Linked DNA regions of Mus musculus: all the other regions are linked to region 2. The links are chromatin contacts, called in public promoter capture Hi-C maps. All regions are on one chromosome and are shown on one strand. The core of a region is the stretch at or near the end of the contact, and the rest is flanking DNA. Distances in the headings are between cores, read along the strand shown.

What was found. Promoter capture Hi-C pulls out the DNA fragments that hold promoters and counts their contacts.
Region 1: a promoter capture Hi-C map of pre-B cells shows a contact between it and region 2, with 7 times the contacts expected there. The contact joins the enhancer-like site here to the promoter of Cd69 in region 2. A contact is called at or near these places in 8 of 39 promoter capture datasets (the 3T3-L1 cell line, embryonic stem cells, hippocampal neurons and 3 more), 1 of 484 Hi-C or Micro-C datasets (embryonic stem cells) and 1 of 115 datasets of contacts at active chromatin or transcription factors (large pre-B cells).
Region 3: a contact with region 2 is called in a promoter capture Hi-C map of pre-B cells, with 4 times the contacts expected there. The contact joins the promoter of Klrb1a here to the promoter of Cd69 in region 2. A contact is called at or near these places in 2 of 39 promoter capture datasets (embryonic stem cells and pre-B cells), 1 of 115 datasets of contacts at active chromatin or transcription factors (large pre-B cells) and 2 of 9 other capture datasets (adipose tissue and liver).

The regions. Positions count from the first base shown.
Region 1 is chr6:128,603,253-128,608,175 of GRCm38.p6, reverse strand. No RefSeq gene overlaps it. Among named protein-coding and RNA genes, the nearest start is that of Klrb1a, 17 kb to the left of the region's middle. Within about 2 kb of position 3,500, at least 4 of the 459 cell types and tissues checked have an H3K27ac peak or open chromatin away from gene starts, as enhancers often do.
Region 2 is chr6:129,273,342-129,277,710 of GRCm38.p6, reverse strand. Cd69 (CD69 antigen) reads left to right here and starts at 2,342. Exons shown (of 5, transcript NM_001033122.4): 1 at 2,342-2,489. The coding sequence starts at 2,426.
Region 3 is chr6:128,620,030-128,624,275 of GRCm38.p6, reverse strand. Klrb1a (killer cell lectin-like receptor subfamily B member 1A) reads left to right here and starts at 1,342. Exons shown (of 6, transcript NM_010737.3): 1 at 1,342-1,545; 2 at 3,926-4,024. The coding sequence starts at 1,443.

The sequences.
Region 1 (4,923 bases), core at 2,251-4,750, 670 kb after region 2:
TAGAGTGCATTCCAGTCTATACCCTAGCCTCAAGCTAGATAAGCTTTCCCAGACACTTTGCTACTCGTTGAAAGAGGGACCATGAAGCGGGAAACACCCCATCCTGCCTTGCCATTGCCAGCATGCTTCATTTACATAAATGGTCAGTATTTGGGGGGTAACCCACTGATAGAGCTGGAGCCCAAGTTTGAGTACCCCCAACAGGCCCCGTCAGGGTCCTTTCTCATACACCTGGGGACACTAGGGAATCAGAGCGTGCTGTGCATGTGTCCTTTGTACTTCCTCCTAAATTCCTAGCATATCGAATTGGAAGGCAGATAACCCATAACAACTGTCTTAGTAAGGGTTTCTATTGCTGCAACAACAGACAACAAGCAAATTGGGGAAGAAGGGGTTTATTTGGCTTACACTTCCATATCACTATGTATCACATCGAAGGAAGACAGGACAGGAACTCAAACAGCAGGAACCTGGAGGTAGAAGCTGATACAGAGGCTATGGAGGAATGCTGCTTACTGGCTTGCTTCTCATGGGTTGCTCAGTCTGCTTTCTTATAAAACCCAGGACCTCCAGGCCAGGCATAGTACCACCCACAATGGCTGGGCCCTCCCCTCAGCAATCACTAGTTAAGAAAATGCCCTACAGCCAGATCTGATGGAATTTCTTAATTGAGGGTCTCTCCTCTCAAATGATTTTAGCCTCTGTCAACTTGACACAAAACTATTCAACACCACATCTAAACATTTGTGGGCATTCCATCAGCCACAGTGTGTTATCACACACAGGACAGTGCTGACGGGGACAGATGATAAATGTGGGTTTGTTTACACTTCTCATCGCCTGGTTAGCACATAACCAGGCTGCCTTGAACTAGTTATGTTTTCCTAAGTTAGGATCTGTAGCAGTACCAGTTAAACACAGACAAAAAGAGCCCAAATGAGTATTAAAAACAAACAAACAAAAACCTCCAAAACGTGTAGTTATTATAATCAGGGCAAAGGAGTCCGTAGCAAATGATTCAAGATCATTGCAAATGTAGTTAACAAAGTTATTTGAACTATAAAATAGTGATGGCATTAAATACAAACGCAGCTGTCCAATGATGCTTACATCCCTTAACTTTTGCTGCATGACAGTCATCTCAGCATCCAGTGGCTTTGTTCTTAAGATGAGATTAGTTGGGTGTTTTTGCTCGTCGAGTCTCAGCAGACCCACACATCTATGGAACCCTGACCGATTGTCTGAGTCCTGACTGATACTGGTTGAGCTCAGCTCAGGGACCATGTGACTGACACACTCATGGGTCTCCAGGTCTAAGTCGGGTTGTTTATGGGGTCCCTGGATAGACGCCAACTCAGAACTCGCCCCCTTCACATTCTCTTAGGTAAATCAAGTCAAAAGAGCACCCCAGGCCCAAGAACCTGCTGTCTCGTCTTCAGGGAAGGCAGTTCAAAGTCACTTTAAAATAAGCATTTCTGAAGCCCGAGAAACCTACCAATGGCCACATTCACACACACAGAAAAAGAATGATTCTCTCTCCCTGGACATCTGTCCGCTGTCACTAGCTCCTCTGTAAGGGGTGGGGATCATCTCCCTACCGTGCTGGGTTTTGGCTGGTCTTGTGTAAACAACCCCAGCTGCCGGGAGCCCGTGAACGCAATGGCTATGCCATAGCTGGAAGACAGCACTCCTCCCACTGCAGGCTCTCAGATTCTTCCTACCTCCTCATCCGCAGTGTTCTCCGGGCCTCTGGAGTGGGGGCTGATACAGGTGTCCTATTTAGGGCTGGAACCCAGTCCCTTATCCACAGCATCTTGGTCAGTTGTGCATCTCTCTGTCGAGGGCTGTTCACTGCACAAAGAAGCCTCTCTGACCAAGGCCGAGAGCAGCCCAGGTCTAGGGGTATAAACATACATATTTAGGAGGCCCTTTGACAGCATGGCCACTTAGAAAAATAACAATAGCAGGTTCAGTCAGGACTAAAGAAGAAGGTCCGGGTGTTTTCTAAGTTTCTGAATGCTAAATTCACAGCTGCAACTTTGAAAGGGTAGCATAAGGCAGCAGACTCCCAGAAGGAGCCCTGAGCGAGGCGATTGTGGCATAGTGCACAGTGTAATTTTCCTCAGAGGGCCAGTCTATTTCCTCTTCCAACAAGAAAATAGGCAACATTTCAATCTTGCCAGTTAACTTCTCCCCCACCATTGTGGTCTCTTTATTCTTAATCTGTTAATTTATCCAGCCTCCATGGTAGGAGCTGTCATTGCTGACCAAGGCAGGAGACTCAGAAGCAGGAGACATACTTGGCCCCAAACAGCTGGCTTCCAGGCATTTGATAGTTTCATTGAATTCTAAATTTGGATGTCAGCATCCATGCAGAGTCTCTCAGTTTCCTGTAATGCTACTTCCAGTGGGTCTGACATGCTCTCCTGGCCTCTGTGAGCACTACACACACACTCACACATACACACACACACACACACACACACACACACACACACACTCACACACACACACACACTCATACACACTTACACATACATACACACACACACATACCAAATCTTTACAAAAGACACAAAAGTGTATGTATTTCTCAGGTACTATGTTTACATATATACTATACTATGTGTATACATATACTATGTGTATATACACATTGGATAATGTCTGAAACTGGGTACACAAAGCTAACTTCTTGAACCTTTATCATTTCTTATGATGAAAGCATTAAATCGTTCTTTTCGCTTCCCTCCCCCTTTTAAGTACTTTATCATTTGATCTATAGTTACTCTAACTGTGCAATAGCACAGGGGAACTTTATACTCCTGGCCAATGGTAACTTAGTTCTCACCAATCCAAAGCTCTTTTCTTTAGAAGCAACTTCTGTTCTGCAAATAGCGACACTGCACAAAAAAATTTCATAGTATCTATAACTGCATATATGTCTAAAAAATTTTTTTTTACTTTTTGAAGTAGGGTTTCTGTGTGTTAGTCCTGGCTGTCCTGGAATTTTCTCTGTAGACCAGGCTGGCCTCTTACTCACAGAAATCTGCCTGCCTTTGCCTCTCAAGCGCTGGGATTAAAGGTGTGCACCACCACCACCCAGCCACCCAGTACAAATTTTGAATATTTTGATTTAACTCGCTCTTGCTCTCACTCTGTAACCAAAAGGGAAATGGTAATTCTTCCAACCAGAAGAAAAGCAACCCCAAATCTTCAAAACCAGTTCCTTCATTTTCTCCTCTCAAAGCTTGTGTCTTGGTGAAGTCACAAAATTAATCAGCAGGAGAGCTGGAACTTGAACCCAGATCTCTCCAAAGCTACCAACTGTTGCTTCTTAGACTTCCAGATGAACTGCAAATTAACTGGTCATTTGAGGACTTTCTCGTGGCGCACTGCCTTCTGGGGCAACTTCGCTTGGTTCCCTTCCTAGATCAGGCAAACCAGGGTAGATGTTAGTTACATTAGAAAGCATTTGCTTCTGCATTCACAGAATTTCAAAAGTGAGTCTATCGCCACCTTGTGTCCATAATATACAACTGCAACGTTGAAAGTATAGCACTTAGGGGGACTTTTCACATTTACCTAAAGGATGGGGAATGCTCTGTGTACACTGATATCTCTCAACCCAGGACCAATCATCATTATTGTTTTTTATTTCAAATGTACCTCATCCCTCTCTTGACTCCTCTTTTCTGAATGACTTGATAGTTGCAGGAAAAAACTAAGAAATAAAAAAATAAAATAAAATAAAAACCTAGCCGGGCAGTGGTGGCGCACACCATTAATCCCAGCACTTGGGAGGCAGAGGCAGGCAGATTTCTGAGTTCGAGGCCAGCCTGGTCTACAAAGTGAGTTTCAAGACAGCCAGGGCTATACAGAGAAACCCTGTCTCGAAAAGCCAAAATAAATAAATACAACCTAACATTCTAAGATCGGTCCTATATCTGAATTTTCTAAATTTTGCTAAACTATCATTAATATATTTTAGATCCTCCCTTCTCAATCCAGAGTTCAGCCCCAGTTTAGCGTTTACCATTGGTTGTAGACACTTTGGTCTCTTTTAATAAAGAGCAATCCATCCTTTTCTCTCCCACTGGCATCCATTGAAGAGTCCAGGACCAGCGTTCTGGGTGTGTGTGACCGAACATTTTATCCTTATTTCAGTTCCAGTGTTAAAAATTTGACTTCCAAGTTCTTTGACATTTTCCACGGGAAATGTGTACAGAGGGTGACCTCTCCCTTTCAGTCTGGTGACATAGAGGAGGATATCATTTAATCCATGGTTATTTGTTTGTTTGTTGTTTTTTGTTTGTTTGTTTTTTCGAGACAGGGTTTCTCTGTATAGCCCTGGCTGTCCTGGAATTCACTTTGTAGACCAGGCTGGCCTCGAACTCAGAAATCCGCCTGCCTCTGCCTCCCAAGTGCTGGGATTAATGGCGTGTGCCAACCACGCCCAGCCTTAGTCCATGTTTTGTTTTCAAACCTAAACTGTTAACAAATAGAATGAAATTAGTAGTATTTGAAGGGATGTACAAGTGACCTGTGTAAAGGCCAATAACTGTCTAATAAAGGTTAAACACTGGGAGCTTTTCTCAAGCAGAGTCAAGCACTCTGTAGGCAACAGTAATAGGTAGTGACGTGTGAAGAAAGGTAAGGCATGAGAATCTTTTAATACAGCTGTCACTCCTGAAGAATACCGTCTAAAATCCTAGAAGTGAACCTTTTGTGAACAAGTCATGTGAAAATCTACTATTTTATGAGCTACTTAAAAATATACATTAGTAAACAGCTTAAAATGGAGGTACCCTGCATGAGTGGAGAGTGCTGCTCCCAGATCACAGGTTTTAGAATTAAGAGCACAGTGCCATCTCTTGGTATCTCTGATACAAGATATCTCTGTATCTTGGTTGCAGGATACAG
Region 2 (4,369 bases), core at 1,093-3,592:
GCTCCTGCTCCCTGACCTGCTTGAGTTCCAGTCCTGACTTCCTTTGGTGATGAACAGCAGCATGGAAGTGTAAGTCGAATAAACCCTTTCCTCCCTAACTTGCTTCTTGGTCATGATGTTTGTGCAGGAATAGAAACCCTGACTAAGACTGATGGATTGGTGGATGGGTAGACAGACAGACAGACAGACAGACAGACAGACAGACAGACAGATGAAAGTAAATAAGTAAATATGGGGCTTGAGAGGTGATGACTCAGTAGTACAGACAGACAGACGGACGGATGGACAGACGAACTGACAGCCGGATGGATGGATGATTGATGGATGGGTAGATAGATAGATAGATAGATGGATAGATAGATAGATAGATAGATAGATAGATAGATAGATAGATAGATGAACGTAAATAAATAAATATGGGGCTTGAGAGGTGATGACTCAGTAGTACAGAGTTCTTATTGTTCTTTCAGAGGATCAGAGTTCAGTTCCCAGCTTAAGGAAACTCACATTGCTTGTGACTCTAACTCCATGGAGCCTTCTTCTGTCCTCTGTGGGAACCAGCACACACATACATGACTCACACACACATAAATATAATACAATTTTTAAAAATTAAGTTTAATAAAGGTAAATAAATTAAAAAATACTCACTTGAGCTGCCCTTTTCCTTTAAAGAGCTTAGTTAGGAGCCAACTTATAGCAGAGGCTGGCTATGATGACTCTCCCTGCCTATTTTTTGTCAGTTCTGAACTCTATGAAAACCTCATCCCATCCAACAGGCATGAGTCAGAAGAGCACTTCTTGGTATTCATGAGTATCTGGACCTTCCTGCTTTTCACTTGATACTGAATTAATTACCTTATTTATTATGGGAAAACCTGGCACATAGGCATATGGAAAAAGAACCGCTAAGACACAACCGAAAGACCTAAAGGCCCTGCAGTGGCAGGCTCCTGGGCACTCCTATGGAATAAGAAGAAGCTCTCTGTTGTAGAGGGAAAGTAATAGAGGAAGTGCCCAGAGGCCAATGTAGAGGTTCTTCTTGGCTGTAAGGTCTTTGGATTTTAAGGAACCTTTATTAGGAAGCCTTTGGTGAGCTGAATGTTCTCAACAAGATGATATGACATACTTAATCTCATCCCAGCTGCTGTGCAGGAAAGATACTGAGAACAAAAAGGCACATTAGGACCAGCATGTACCTGTCTGTGTCTCAAGCAGACAAATCCACCTGCTGGCTCACCTCAGTTGTCTGTGCCGGTACCTTCCAAGCAACCTAAGCATTATATCTTCACAAAGGCAAACCAGACAACTTTACTCCAGGTCCTTTGACAATCTCTCCATTCTCTGCTCTATTCCATATGTCAAATGTAGAGATCATTCCAGAATGTAAGAAATCATGCTTGTAATTTTTTAAGATCCTCACACTTGACTTACCAAAACAGACATTTTCTGCATTTATGTGGTGCTCAATAACTTATCTGAATGAGATGGATATCATGGGAAGATATGTGTATAGGGATCATCTTCCAAATATCCGAGGCCACAGACACCTGAAAAGGACATGGGGAAATAGAAGGAGATATTCTGCAGTGAGACAAAGTAAGTTTGACAGTGGAGGATGACAAGAAAATGAGCAAGGGATGATGAAATAGATAACTGAAGAGAAACAGTTTTAGATCACACCGAGGAAGTTTCAGACCACAAGCTTTCTGTTTCCTGCACTAAAGCAACTCCTGACACTTGAAAGAACTAGTCTCTGGGGAAAAAAGAAGTGAATGCCACACGTTTTAAATCCATAATTAACTAAATAAAACTTGTCCAATTGAGAGAGAGGGAGAGAGAGAGCCACAAAGATAGAGATTTTAAAATCCCTACTCAACAGTACATCTTCTGGCCACCAACAGCACCTGGTACATAATGGGTATTCAATAAATGCCTGTACCTGCCTACATATACAAAGAAACCAATGCAAAGGATTGCATGAAAAAGTTTTACTCTCTCTTCCAGTGCTTTTCCATGTCAAATACAGCAATCTCAAACTTTTAGCTCCTTGTTTAGATTATACCATTTCCTAAGTTATTTGTGTTTTTAAAAGTTTGTGGAAGGATGTCTTCGATTCTGGGAAAATCCCATTTATCTCTTCCTCTTGAAGCTACAGTTGTGAGAAAGCACATTTCAGACAGCAGGGAAAACCCGCAGCTCACCACAACAACACACGGTGAAGTGTCTAGGCCGCTGGAGCATAAATTAAAGAGAACTGGCTGAGTTGAGTGAGTACAGGGTAGGAGGAAGGGGTGGAGCCTAATCGAGTATAAAGGCTGAAATCCTCCGAGATCAAGACACTGAACAAGACAGCTCCAGCTACATCTCTCCGTGGACCACTTGAGAGTCGCCAGGGACCTTGAGGGGAAAAAAATTAAAAAGGATGGATTCTGAAAACTGTTCTATAACGGAAAATAGCTCTTCACATCTGGAGAGAGGGCAGAAGGGTAAGTCATGTGATTTCTTACATTCTGGAATGATCTCTACATTTGATGTGTGGAATAGAGCGGAGAATGGAGAGATTATCAGAGGACTTGGTTATGTTCTGTTTCAATCAGTAAAAGAGAAACTGGGCATAGGTAAATACCTCTCTAGCTATGAGAAGACAAGATACTTGTATGAGAGAGAGCTATATGACTTTCAGATGATCTTGAAAGGACTTTTCCTTTGAATAGATTTGTAACATCTCAACTCGTGGATTTAAATGATAAATGATAAATTGCCTGGCTTGACCTAGTTATTCTCTATAGTTTTCCCATAACCACCATCATCAGTAAGTTTTATCCTTTTCTTTATGAAGAACTCTGTTTTTCACACAAAGAGTTACGTTCTTGCTCTTTCCTTATCCATTTGCCTGCTTTCTGTGTGTATTCCCTCATTAGTGTTCTCCTCATGAATCCTCCAGTGGTTAGCAGCATTCGGGTCTCCAGGCTCAGAGAAAACAGCATTACACACACCTGAACATGTGCAGTGTCATATGGTGATGCATTAGAATGTAACCCTGTCATTAAAATGTCATCTTCTGCAGAGACCTATGGAATCTCCTCCTTACATTTTGTTCTGTCTCTCTCCTCCAATGAATCACTTCAAATTCTATGACTATATATTTTTCTTCCTTTTTACAAAAGCATGATCACCCTTCACATTTCTGTCTCTTCTGTCTGTTTCTATCTGAGTTGTAAGGAGCCCTCCAGCACTTAGCACTTGGGAATGAGAGTTATTTGAAAGCACGAGCGATCCAGTTAATAAAGGGATTTGCTATGACCAACACCGCCAAGATAGTTGGTGAGGAACGAATTATTTTCTGAGTTTCTCTGTCAAGTTGTCTTGTTGTGTAAAAAAATTAAAAATAAAAAATTTTTTAAAAGTCTCAGTTACCTTTAAAATCTCATCCCTTCTTTGAGAGCATGAAGTCAAAAACATAGATATAAAGTCTACAATATTCATTTTTAGATACCTAAGCAACCCATACCTATATGTCTCACTTAAATTTTTTTTAAAAAGCAGATAATAATGAAACTATAATAAATAGTGGAATGAAGGAAAGACCAAATGCAGAAATTCCTGACCTGGCCTGGGGTCAGCTCCATCTACCTTTGTATATTTAACTTATGTTCTCACGGCCATGACCTTAGCAACACAGCAGCAGTGGAATCAACAGGCTCCTCCTTGGGTGACTGAAAGTTGGTAAATAGGTGGATCTGTTTTCATGCTCTCCATTAATGCACAGGCCTCAGGAGTGTGCTGTTAGGGGGGGATGTTTTGTTGCCTAGGTGACAAGTTGAACTGTGGTTAGCCATGACCCTTGGAGATGGAAATAAACTGTCACGTGGGAGTTGGTCTACATAGTCTACCCACCAGGTGGGTCAATGGGCTGAATGAACTAGTTGAGGTCTAGGGTTGCTTTGGATGTGGGTATGTTTGCTGTGCAGTCAGAGATATTGATAAATTGAGTCCAAGCAATGTGACTATCATATGTTGAGAAACGAAACTAGACCAGTCTCTGAACCTATTACTCAAGCTACAAAGACTGCCTCTGAAGATAATTGTGTATGTGTGTGAAAAGGAAGGCAGGGGAAAACAGACCTAGGCAGGATTGATAAAGGCTTCTCTTAGAAAACTTGAAATCAGATTTTCACCAAGAAAAAGAAAATCCTACAAAATGTACAAGTTGGTGATACTAGCCATGTGATGTCTCCTCACCAAGCTTATCTGGAACAAAATGTTTTAAGAAAAAAAAATCCACAAATTCCAAGATAAAATCTACAGAAATAATCTTGTAACTATAAAAAGTCATCTACAATGGAAAGTTAAGTGTTTTTATAAT
Region 3 (4,246 bases), core at 93-2,592, 650 kb after region 2:
CCTGTTGTGTCAGTCATGAATTCTTCCCACAGTCATGACATGTCCACATCTCACAGCTTCCTTCACAGCATGACTGTTTCAGGAGGATCTTAGAGCTTCAACTCATGTCACATATAACTGTGGACTTGCACATATTACTATTTATTTTTACAACATAGCATAGTATATTGTTGTATCTTGATTGCCAGTAAATTGGTAAAAGAAGTCACTTAAGTTTGAATTGAGGAAGAATGTTGCATTTCACAGACCCTGGGCTGCATTCACCTTGAGAGAATTGTGGGAAGCCACATGTGCCGTTGCAAGGTGGCACTGGCTTCCGCTGGCCACCACGCATACATAGGCAGTAAAGTTTTTTGCCAAGATGAGGTTTTGAGAATTAACCAATCAGATGAGAGAGAAGCTAGCCAATCAGATGAGAGTCAAGTTAACCAATCAGATGTGAGAAATGCAAATGAGGTGGTAAGCATAACCCATGCATAACCAATCCGGGTGTGAGACACACCTCTCCTAGGCCTATATAAGCAGCACCAGTTCTGGGCTTGGGATCTCTTTGCCTCTGCTATCAAGCTCTCCCAATAAACTTGTGCAGAAGGATCCTGTTGCAGCATCGTTCTTGCTGGTGAGTCGGGCGCACGCAAGAGAGAATAACTCAAAACAAATGGTTACCAGATTCAGAACAAAAGAAGACCACATGTTACACCTTCCTTTCTTAAGACAATAACATGTAATGAGAGCAGATGCAGAGACCCACAGCCAAACATTAGGCAGAGCTCAGGAGCCCCATGAAAGTGGCAGAGGAAGGATTGTGGGAGCCAGAGGCATGGAGGACACCAGGAGAACATGGCCCACAGAATCATCTAAGCAGGGCTCATAGGGACTCACAGAGCCTGAAGCAGCAGTCATGAAGCCTGCATGGGTCTGCACTAGGCCCTCTGTATATATGCTATAGCTGTAAGCTTGGTGTTTTTCTGGAATTCCTAACAGTTGGAGTTCAGGTATCTCTGACTCTTTTCCCTGCTCATGGGAATCTTTTCCTCCTACTGGACTGTCTTATCCAGCCCTGGTAAGAGGGTTTGTGCCCTCTTATTGCATCTTGTTATCCTGTATTCAGTTGATGTCACTGGGAGGCCTGCTCTTTTCTGAAGGGAAACAAAGGAGCAGTGGATGGGGGAGTGGAGAGGAAGGGGAACTGGGAGGAAAGAAGGGAGGGAAGGCTGTGGTCAGAGTGTTTTGCGTGGGAGAAGAATAAAGAAAAGAAAAAAGACAGCAGTGTGTAAGCTGTGTGGGCAGGACAGACAGCAAGGTCAGTCGGTAACCATGGAGAAACCCTCAGAGACAGGAGTCAGTGGGTGTAGGCACAGAGCAGAGCATTCACAGAGGACTTCCTTTTGCTCACTTCACCCCAAAGGCCTTGGAGTTTGCCCCTGCTCACCAGTTCAGTGATGCATCTCCTATGCACAATGGACACAGCAAGGGTCTACTTTGGTTTAAAGCCACCCAGGACTCCAGGGGCTTGGCATGAGTCACCCCCATCTCTTCCCCCAGGTCAGTCACTTTATTTTTCCTTGTAGTATTAAAATATCTTCCAGAGTTATGATTTTCTTACAGTTTTAAGTTATTGCTATGAAAGTGAGCAACCATCTACCAGCGCTGAAGAGTGTAGATGGCTACAACTTTGGATTAATAAAAAGCTCATCGGTTCCATCTTTAATCAGTCAGTCAGTGTGAAACTTGGGTAGGCATTCCTTTTGTCTTTAGCTACGGGCCCTGAAGAAAGGATATTTTACATCTACAAGGAGAAAGTAAGGCAGACTCACTATAAAGCATCTTGCCTGGTCCAAACTTCTCTACAGAACACAAACACCACGACTCCTCTCCGTGCCATTCTAGCACTGAGCACTGGAGGAGTTGAGGGATGTAGCACCCTGTTTGCCAGAAATGTGGAAGACTGATAGGAGGCATTTATGAAGGGTACCATGACTTAGGGATGGATGAAAAGAGACAGACACAGAGGCCAAAAGTATGTCTACAGTGGTCATGGTATGGTATGGAGTTCTGTGACATAACTGAGTTTCCTTATCTAAAACTGCAGTGCTTAAAATCTAACCTTTCTATACTGTGTCAAGAATGTGAACCCACAACTCTTTAAGGCTGTTTGTCAGAAACTAGTTTTAAAAAATAGTTTGGAGGGCTGGTGAGATGGCTCAGTGGGTTAGAGCACCCGACTGCTCTTCTGAAGGTCCAGAGTTCAAATCCCAGCAACCACATGGTGGCTCACAACCATCCGTAACGAAATCTGACTCCCTCTTCTGGAGTGTCTGAAGACAGCTACAATGTACTTACATATAATAAATGAATAAATCTTTAAAAAAAATAGTTTGGAAAAAAGTACAAAGAAAAAAGTCACCAAAACTGCGTTATAAACTTTACATTGTTTCTGGGAAAGTGGAGGGTTTTGTTGATCAGAGTGGGATTTGAGGGAGCCAGTTATGTGTGGTAGGTGCAGGCAAGTGCTTGTTTTCCCTATTTATGACTGCAAACATGGAGAAGGGACTTGAGAAGCTAAAGGTTGGGGTTCTGTTTTCCCACTGAGTCTAGTCAGCTCTGCCAGTGTGTGCATGGTTTTTGGGTCATGCCCTGGAGCACAGGTGGCCTCTTAGGAACTGTATCCTAGAACAAAACTGACTCTCCCACTCCTAGCAGCCATCAGCTGTCAATGACTCCCCAGATGACATTGGAAGTCCATACCCAACTCCCCCCACCATGCTGGACCTTTGCCTGACTTGAGTTTTTGAAGGTCTTGTGCAGGCTATTACAAATGGCATGAGTTCATATGTGCAACTGCCCTGCTGTGTCTGAAAGACAGTGTTTCATTACAGTTGTCCACCATCTCTGACTCTGCAGTTATTCTGTCCCCTCTGCTGTGATGATGGCAGAGCCTTGGTTAGGGATGGGATGAGATGCAGATGTGCCACTTAGGGCTGAGTACTTCATAGTCTCTTATTCTCTACTTGTTCTGGGTGGTGCACACTTATAATTCCATCACTTGGGAGGCAGAGGCAGGAGAATCAGGAGCTCAAGGTCATCTTCAGCCACACAGAGTTAGCAGTCAGCCTGGACTGAGGAGTAACCCTGTCTTAGAAACATAACAGAGCACAACAAAAAGAAATTTTGAAAGTACTCTATTTAAGGAAGGAACACTGTGAAAGCTACAGTCAGATTGTATTTAGTGTATGCTTAATGTGTGTGCATGGGTGTGTATATATAGAGGCTGGTGCTAACCACAGTTTCAGTTCATCTAACCATTAGGGTGTTTGGAATTCAGCCAATAAGGGGGGACTAACACAACTGAAATACTGAAATACCGTCTGAAATCACAAGTTGCTTCCCCTTGGATATCACGCCTTTGATTCAAAATGGAGATCATTGTAGACAACAGTGAAGAAGACTTCATGTCCAGGAATAGAATCATATGTCATTAGCACTGAAAGTCATCAGTACCACAAAACTGAGCATCAAAAGCATCTCTTGATTAAAGGATCTTCCTTAGAGATGCTCTGACTCCCTTCCCAAAATAGAACATACCATTTACTTTTGGACAGCACTCAATCACATGTATCGAGATTGATTCAGCCAATGGACAGCACTCAATCACATGTATCGAGATTGATTCAGCCGATGCTCCTTTGTGCATAATACATACATAAGTATTATTCTTTCAGTCCTGCTTTATCAAAGCAAACATCTGAACCTAACGGAGAGTTCATCTCATGGAATTCTGCTTTAAGATGGTAGAGAAAGTCTCATATCTGCAACCGACCCTCTACTTGATTCCAATTGTCCTTGTTAGTCAAGACCACCTTTAACTGTTAGTCCAGATGTTCTGTACTGGCTTAAATGAGTTACAAGGTTCTTAACTTCGCAGATGCCTGTCGGTGCCCACGTTCACACAGGTTGGCTCTGAAGCTCAGCTGTGCTGGGCTCATCCTCCTTGTCGTGACCCTGATTGGGATGAGTGTTTTAGGTAAGTGAGGCCAGGGCTTGTGCTTCACAATCCTTCCTCTGCTTCCATCATAAATATCGGTGCCTCTTCACATGATTTGGCCCCTTGGTCCTGGAGGAGGGTCAATGACGTGAGTAGAAACCGGACAGTATCCCAAACCCAGTGAGAAATTTCACATTGCCTTCATGCTTTCAAATTCCTCTAAGACCCATTAGGGGCTGTTAACACAAAGGGATCTCTAAC